Regions from separate parts of the Pan troglodytes genome. Here all the other regions are linked to region 2. A link is a contact called in public HiChIP or PLAC-seq data. All regions are on one chromosome and are shown on one strand. Each heading gives the region's core, a stretch centred on a gene start, on an enhancer-like site or on the middle of the called end of the contact. The rest is flanking DNA. Distances are from core to core; before and after follow the strand shown.

Region 1 (2,700 bases), core at 156-2,655, 430 kb after region 2:
ATGTGTAAACAAAATGTGGTATATACATGCAACGGAATATTACTCAGCCTTAAAAAGGAAATTCTGACATATGCTACAAAATGAATGAACCTTGAAGTGAAAATATTATGCTAAGCAAAATAAGCCAGTTGCAAAAATACTGCAGGATTCCACTTACATGAGGTACCTAGAGTAGTCAAAATCATACAGACAAAATAGAATGGTCGTTGCCAGGGGCTGGGGGGAGAGGGGGGAATGGGGATTTATTGTTTAATGAGTATGGAGTTTCAGTTTTACAAGAGTTACGGAGATGGTGCGATGGCTGCACAACATTATTCAGTGCTATTTCATACCCATGAACTGTACACTTAAAAATGGCTGGCTGGGCACCGTGGCTCACGCCTGTAATCCCAGCACTTTGGGAGGCCGAGGCAGGTGGATCGCCTGAGGTCAGGAGTTCGAGATCAGCCTGGCCAACATGGTAAAACCCTGTCCCTACTAAAAAGACAAAACATAGCCAGGCATGATGGCGGGCGCCTGTGGTCCCAGCTACTCAGGAGGCTGAGGCAGGAGAATCACTTGAACCTGGGAGGCGGAGGTTGCGCCATTCACTGAACACCAGCCTGGGCGACAGAGCCACAGAGCAAGACTCCATCTCAAAATAAATAAATAAATAAAAGGTTAAGGCCAGGTGTGGTGGCTCACACCCGTAATCCCAGCACTTTGGGAGGCCAAGGTGGGAGGATCACTTGAGCCCAGGAGTTTGAGACCAGCATGGGCCACATAGCAAGACCTTGTCTAAAAAACATGGTTAAGATGGTAAATTTTGTTATGTGTATTTTACCACAATACAAAATAATAAATGGTAAAGAAAAAAAAAGTTTTTCTAGGCTGAATCAACCCAGTTGGCATTGCTCATGCTAGAAAACCTGGGCCTCCCAGAGAAAAATGTCTGGCTTATGAGGGGTAGGAAGCGGGGAACAGAAGGGATACTAACAGGGACTGGGCAGAGAAGAACAAGAACTAGGAAGCACTAAAGAAGGAATTGAGGCAGAGTACCAAGGGATAGTGACAGGTACAGGGGCACCCATGAACAACGTTCAAACATATCTTCATCCAGTAACCTGTATTTACATGCAAATGTATTGGTTTATGCAAAACAGCGGAGGCCTCGGGGGAGGGTTTTTTAGTCTCAAGCTTGTGCAGTCATTGAAAAAGAGACGCAAAGCTGTCTCTGGGGTACTCCACGTCCGCCTTGCCCCTGGGAGCTGGGCCGGTTCCAGGAGGACGAAGACTGAAGTAGCTCGGCTTGCAGAGAAAGGCGAGCAGCGCCCCCACACGGAGAGTAGCGGGGCGCCTACAAAGTCGCGCATGCCCACTCCGGCCTCCCGCCCCACTCCTAAGGCAGGCGGCGAGACTTAGTGCGCAAGCGCCATCCGTCGGCGCCGACTCCTCCCCCTAAGGCGGGAACACGCGGGGCCCAAGATGGCGGCCAGCCGGTACCGGCGTTTTCTTAAGCTCTGTGAGGAATGGCCAGTGGACGAGACCAAACGGGGCCGGGACTTGGGCGCTTACCTGCGACAGCGGGTAGCACAGGCCTTTCGGGAGGGAGAGAATACCCAGGTGACCGGCGGGGAGGCGGCTGGGACGAGGGGAGGAAAGGACGAGGCAGGGGCGGGGCCAACGAGCGCGCTAGCAGGGGGATCTGCGCATGCGCGCGCCCTCTTTCCAGGCAGCACGTGAGCGCGGACCCCCTTTTCCCCCCAGGGAGCTACTGATAGCGACGCCCGTTGTATTCAGCCCTCCCCCCCGGCTGCACCTTGGAATTGCCGAAGAAGCTTTTTTAAAACTCCAGATGGGCCGGGTGCGGCGGTTCACACCTATAATCCCAGCACTCTGAGAGGCCGAGGCGGGAGGATCGCTTGAGCCCAGGATGACCTCCTGGGCAACATAGTGGGACTCCGTCTCTACAAATCAAAAAACAAACAAAAACTTCAAATGCAGAATCTCTAGGGGTGGGGTCTTGACCTCAGAGTTTTAAAAGCGCTCCAGGTGATTCAAGGTGCAGAGAGAGTTGAGACCCACACCACCAGTGGCAGCTGGTGACAGCCTCAGCTTTTTGCTTCCGTGTCACGGTACCATTACCTCATTATTTCGCAGTGTTGTGTATTGACTGAGCTAATCCCCAGTTAACTCTGCAGGTCCCCGCTAAGCGTTTGCGTTCTTCCTGAGCCCCTGTAAGCCTGTGCAGCAGGTTTGGGTCCTCAGCTCACGCAGCTGTGTGTGAATAGTAGGCCTATGTTCTTGCTCTCCTCCAGGTTGGCGCTGCAGCTCTGGGATTCATTCATTCATATAGCTCGTATTTATTGAGCACCTACCATATGCCTGGAACGGTGCTAGGGAAACAGCAGTGTTAAACAGGTGAAGTCCTGCCCGCATGAAGTTTTACATTGTAGTTCAGGACACAATAAGCAGGTAGGTGTACGTAAGACAGATAAGTACTGTGATCCATAGAAAATAGGGTAGCGTGATAAAAGGGTAATGTTATTAGTCGGGCCTTTCTGAGGAGATGACACATAGGTGAGACCTAAGGCAAGAGGATGAGCCAGCCGTGTACACTTGGCGGGAAGGACATTCCAGACACTGCACATGTCCAGAGGCAGGAGGCAGATTGACATGTTTGAGGACAGAAAGCAAGCCAGAATGGCTGCAGGGTAGTAA
Region 2 (2,700 bases), core at 162-2,661:
GTTTGTGCTGAGATGGGGCAGCAGCATCGGCGGCGGCAGGGAGTCCTGAGGCCCGAACGTACGAGCGCCCCCTGCCCCTAGGCCCTGAGTGACATCCCGCCCTCAGACTTTCAGTCCCTGTCGGAGGAGGCGCCTTGCTTCTTTCTCTCCTCTCCGCACCATTGCCGGCCCCTGGCGCGGGAGAACGCGGCCTTTCCGGACACCGACTGAGCTGGGCTTGCCTAGCTGGGTGCCCGAAGCCACGTGTCTCTCAGAGCGGTGGCTGCCCCTGTGTCAATCTGGCAGAAAGCCCGAAGTGACAGGGAGGGAGCGGCATGTATGTTCCCATCATAGTCCCTCGCCTTGTCCGTTCTGGGGTGAGTGGGGGCCTAGGGCAGGCGGGGAGACCAGTGCTCCCAGGGTCTCCATACGGAGCACCCCATCCCACACCCTGCCATTCTGCAGCGCTCAGCCTCCCGCCCCCGGGCCAGCCAATGGTGGACGTGAAGAATGCTCTCATACCCATCTTCCCACACTCCCGGGATGCGTCCTGGGCTAGCCCCACTTTCCCCCGGATCCCAATGGGATGCTGAGCCTCAGGCTCTGGTTCTGCATGCTCAGCAACTCAGAGCCCAGAAGGGCCTCAGGGCCTTCCGGCCTAAGGTAGGGGGAAGCTTTCATGAAGAAGGGAGGACTAGCAGGAGCCTTTTCGGAGGTGGCAGAACTTCCGCAGAGGCCTCTGGGTACTCTGGGGTGTGATCACCCATAGCGCAGGGGCCTCATCACCTCTTCTTGGCAGGCCCTGGGGACTGGTGAACCGGCTCTCGAAATGGGCCTGGCTGCGGTGGAGCGTGGAGGTTGGAGCCTTGTCCCCTCTCTCACTTCCTGGAGGGCTTCACCAGCCCTTAGTCAGATCCTGTCCTTGGGGTGGGGTGGGCGGGGGGCTTTGAGGATGGTGCCTCCAAGCCTCTGCTCAGCACTGGGCTGGGCGTGATGTCCGCTTGTGAATTGGGTGGCCACTGTCTTTATGTTCCTCCAACTTCTGTCCTTTTACACATAAGCTTTTGCCTACCTGCCAATACCTTCACACCTGTCAGGGACAAAAATACCTCAAAAGTTATCCCCCCCGCACCCCGCACCTTAGCCACTTCAGGGACTACCCTTTCCAGGGGCATCTGCATTTAAGAGAGACGGGAGAGGAAGATGGCAAGGCTTAACCCAAAGGAGTGCTCTACCCTACTCAAGCATTCTCAGGCATTTTCAGGAGCGAGATATATTGGTTGGGGGGGCAGCATGTAGCTCGTCACCAAGCACAGGTCCTGAGCAGGCGGAGGGGAGGCGGGAGCATGTCAGGAGTTGAGCTGCTTTCTGGGCCTCAGTGGCCTTGCGTAGGCCGCTCCTCCTCCCCCCCCCTCCCTCCTCCCCCAACCTGCGTCTGGGCGGCTTCATTCCGTTGGAGGCGTGACGTCTCTGAGAGGGAGCGCCTTGCACAGCGGCAGGCAGGCAGCCCGAGGTAGGTGAGAGAGCGAGCAAGCGAGCGATCGAGTGAGTGAAACTGGAACTGAGCAGTGTGCTAGCCAGAAGGGTCAGGGGGCCGGGTTCAGGCCTAGAAGGGCTCTGCAGCTCCCACTCACTTCCTGAGGGGTCCACAGTCCAGCGCCAGGATGTGTGGCCACACCCATCCCCGCCCTGCTGCGGGGGACAGCTGGCAGCAAAAGATGGGAGCAGAACCCACAGGCTCCTGAGCTGAATAATTACAGCCGATAGACGTGTCCTCTCTCCTAGACAAGTGTGGAGCCGGCAGCCTCTAATTACCACCCACCCCAAGATATCTGCCCACCCCACTGTCCTCCTCTGCTCGGTCTAGAACCCAACTTTTCAGTGGGCAGGCCGCACTGGCAGCCTGGACAGCTGGGCCTGCCGGCTGTTGGCTGGCAGGTTATCTCATTTCTGCAGAGTGGCGGCCGCCTTTGCCTCCTGAAGAAGGCATGTGGGGAGCTGGCATTGGAGCTCTGGCCCCACTCACTGGGGCTGCAGAAGAGCTGCTGGCTGTCTTGGCGGGCCTAAGGGGCTTGCACTGGTGGGCATGGGCCTGGAGCAGTGGACACCAGCTCTCTGTCACTCCCACTCAGACTGATGGCTCCTGGAAAGAACGGAGAGGGCTCATTTTCTTAAGTGTCACCTCTGCTGTAGTTAGCAGGGGACTATAAAAAATTAAGTTAGAGGGTTTTGCTGCCTTTGGTCCCTGTAGAGTGCAGGCTGCTTTTTCTTGGTCCTGCGAGCTGTCTATGTCTCTCCTCTCTCTGTGTACTGTCTCTGGCCTCCCTCTCCCTGCTGCCTCCCAGATGAACCTGAGGCTGGTAGTTCCTCCTTCACAACTAATTCCTTCTCCCTGCCTGCCCTGGGGGCTTCCGCCTTGGTTTCCCACTTCTCCCCTCCACCTGGCTTGCCTTGCCTGAGCCTGCTCCTGGAAGGGAGGCATGTCAATGGAACTTGCTTAGAAGAGATGAAGCCTGCTAGCTAGCAGCCAGCCCACCCCGCGGCCCTGCCCACCCCCGCCCCTCGACTGCAGGCCCGAGAGACTGTTCCAGTCTGTCCATGTTTCTCTTGGCTCCTTGGAAAAACGAGCACCACAAGGATAGTAAAAATCACCCCTTAAATTAAAGCTGATGACTCCTGTCGAAATGTTTTATTATTAACCTCACCATTTAGCAATCTCGT
Region 3 (2,700 bases), core at 158-2,657, 350 kb after region 2:
ATGGGAGCAGCTAAGTCAGGGGAGATGGGGAGGCTAACAGTGGAAGCTGACCAAGCCGAGGCTGTCATTTTCCCAGCAATTGTGGCCAGTGTTGAATACCCCTGAGGTGGAGCAAGTGGCAGGAATGCAAAACCCAGACAGAGGAGCATAGCATTGCCCAGGGTGTCAGGGAGGGAAGGGAATAAAGTGGGGAATGGGCAAGGGGGCTGCTGGGACAGATACGGGGCAGTTCCAGGGAGGAGGGGCCTGGGGGGAAGGGGAGAATGGAATGGCAGGGGTAGAAATGGATGGAACCTATTGGGCCGGCAATAAATGTTTGGGAATGGGAGTTGAGGGATGTGGAAGGAAGATTATAAACTGGTTCTATTTCCAGTTGCCACATTCCCTTGCTTCCCTTAGGGGTTTCCTGCTAAGAGCCTTCATGTAACCAAATCACCTGCCCTGTGGGAGGCTCTACACAGCACTGACACTGCAAAGATGTGGGTTAAGTATAAACACGCATGAACGTGTGCCAGGCACTGTCCCAAGCACCTTAGCCAAACTACCTCTTCTAATCCTCACAGCAATTCTATTGAGGTTTACTGGCAAATAGGCTAACAATGTTAATTGAATATGATCACACATCTAATAGTTGTGAGTAGGGATTTGAAATCGAACTGTCTGGCTCCAAAGCCCACAACCTAAACCACCAGTGAGGCTGCAAGACCGTGTATCTCTGGAGTCTTCTCTCTCCCATGTCTCCTTGTAAAAATCCCATTACGCAGACACAGGCCCTCCGCAGAGAAGCCTCAACTGCCCACTGGAACCCAAGGGCATTTTGCTCCTCTGCCTCCACCATGGATGCTGCGTCTCCTCCAGGCTGGCGCTCCTTGGGGGCCAGTGTCTGTCCTAAGGCAGGGATCGCACCTACTTGGTGCTCAGTGTTGCCCAGTTAACAAGCCCGAAGTCGGGACAGGGTCTTGGAGCATGCCTGGAGTGTACTCTAAGGCCCAAATAAAACCGGATCACACATCAGTCTCCAAGCCCAGAGAGGCAAATCATCCTGTCTCTCCATTCGTGGCAGTGGCTTCGTTCACCATTAACCAATTCATCTATTAAATCAACGCTGACTTTACTGAACGCTTACCACCTGCCAGAGGCAGAGCTAGGGTTGGAGGACTCAGAGATTAATACTGCTTGATCTAACAAACAAAGGGAAGTGGGAGAGCGGAGAGAGAGAGAAAAACAAAACAAAACAAAACAAAAAATTTAATCCCCCTTGGACCTTCCCACCATGGCGGCTCTAAGAGCCACGTCAGACCGCCTCATCATGGCCGACCAAAGGCCAAGTGCAGACCTTCCCAACATGGCGACCGACCTTCCCATCATGGCGCGTGGCCCCGCCCGCTCCGCCGCGCCTGCGGGAGGGAGCAGTTCCGGGTGCGGTGCGCGCCAGGGGCGGGCGGGGGGCGGCGTCCTGGCCATGGCCGGCCTGTCGGACCTGGAACTGCGGCGGGAGCTGCAGGCCCTGGGCTTCCAGCCAGGACCCATCACCGACACCACCCGGGATGTCTACCGCAACAAGCTGCGCCGCCTGCGGGGCGAGGCCCGGCTGCGCGACGAGGAGCGGCTGCGGGAGGAGGCCCGGCCGCGGGGCGAGGAGCGGTTACGGGAAGAGGCCCGGCTACGCGAGGATGCGCCGCTGCGCGCCCGGCCCGCCGCGGCCTCTCCGCGGGCGGAGCCCTGGCTCTCCCAGCCGACCTCGGGCTCGGCCTATGCGACCCCTGGGGCCTACGGTGATATCCGGCCCTCCGCGGCTTCCTGGGTAGGGAGCCGCGGCCTCGCCTATCCTGCCCGCCCGGCGCAACTCAGGCGCCGCGCCTCGGTCCGGGGCAGCTCCGAGGAGGACGAGGACGCCCGGACGCCCGACAGGGCCACGCAGGGCCCGGGTCTCGCGGCCCGCCGCTGGTGGGCAGCGTCTCCCGCCCCGGCGCGGCTGCCTTCCTCCCTCCTCGGTCCCGACCCGCGCCCGGGCCTGCGGGCGACTCGAGCGGGCCCTGCTGGCGCGGCGCGGGCCCGACCTGAGGTGGGGCGCCGGCTGGAGCGCTGGCTCTCTCGGCTTCTGCTCTGGGCCAGCCTAGGGCTACTGCTCGTCTTCCTGGGCATCCTTTGGGTGAAGATGGGCAAGCCCTCAGCGCCGCAGGAGGCGGAGGACAACAGTACGTCCTGGGCCGGCGCAGGGGAGGGCCCTGGGCGCGCGTGTGTCCGCCGGAGGATCCCCCGTTCCTGTCGGCGCCAGGCCGCGCACTTCCGGCCTTGTCAGCTGCCTCTGACCGTCTTCTCATTTCCAGGCCCGCCTTCTTCCAGCTGTGGGAAGAGAGGGCCAAGGCTCCTGCATCTGCAATAATTTCTGCCTTCACTTTCTCCTGTTCTCCTTTTCTGCCCCAGCCCTCCCTTCTAACGTCTCCCTTTCAATCACAAGCTGTAGTCACTGCTCCTCCAACCTCTGGTTTTCTCCCTGGAGAGGAAGCCACACCCTCCTCTAACAGATTCACCCCATCCGTTTGGGTTCTTCCCTTTTGACCTCTGGCTTACACATTTAGTGCCTGTTTGAAGGCATTCCAGATTTCAGTGGCCCACAGATAGGATCTGGTTGGGGGTCCCAGATTTGTAGCACCAAAAAGTCCACTCTCCACTTCTTTGAATCACAGGGCCGCCGCT

Evidence for each region. HiChIP or PLAC-seq counts read pairs in DNA pulled down with a chosen protein or histone mark.
Region 1: an H3K4me3 HiChIP or PLAC-seq map of stem cell-derived excitatory neurons shows a contact between it and region 2, with 11 times the contacts expected there. The contact joins the promoter of UQCC2 here to the promoter of GRM4 in region 2.
Region 3: an H3K4me3 HiChIP or PLAC-seq map of stem cell-derived excitatory neurons shows a contact between it and region 2, with 4 times the contacts expected there. The contact joins the promoter of LEMD2 here to the promoter of GRM4 in region 2. A contact is called at or near these places in 1 of 7 Hi-C or Micro-C datasets (stem cell-derived neural progenitor cells) and 1 of 1 datasets of contacts at active chromatin or transcription factors (stem cell-derived excitatory neurons).

The regions. Positions count from the first base shown.
Region 1 is chr5:39,590,853-39,593,552 of NHGRI_mPanTro3-v2.0_pri, reverse strand. UQCC2 (ubiquinol-cytochrome c reductase complex assembly factor 2) reads left to right here and starts at 1,405. Exons shown (of 4, transcript XM_003950803.5): 1 at 1,405-1,602. The coding sequence starts at 1,465. LOC134810292 (a long non-coding RNA gene) reads left to right here and starts at 1,745. Exons shown (of 3, transcript XR_010157980.1): 1 at 1,745-2,114; 2 at 2,298-2,454.
Region 2 is chr5:40,021,091-40,023,790 of NHGRI_mPanTro3-v2.0_pri, reverse strand. GRM4 (glutamate metabotropic receptor 4) reads left to right here and starts at 1,411. Exons shown (of 11, transcript XM_063812902.1): 1 at 1,411-1,492.
Region 3 is chr5:39,668,267-39,670,966 of NHGRI_mPanTro3-v2.0_pri, reverse strand. It overlaps LEMD2 (LEM domain nuclear envelope protein 2), which reads left to right and starts at 1,407. Exons shown (of 9, transcript XM_001171510.7): 1 at 1,407-2,198. The coding sequence starts at 1,463.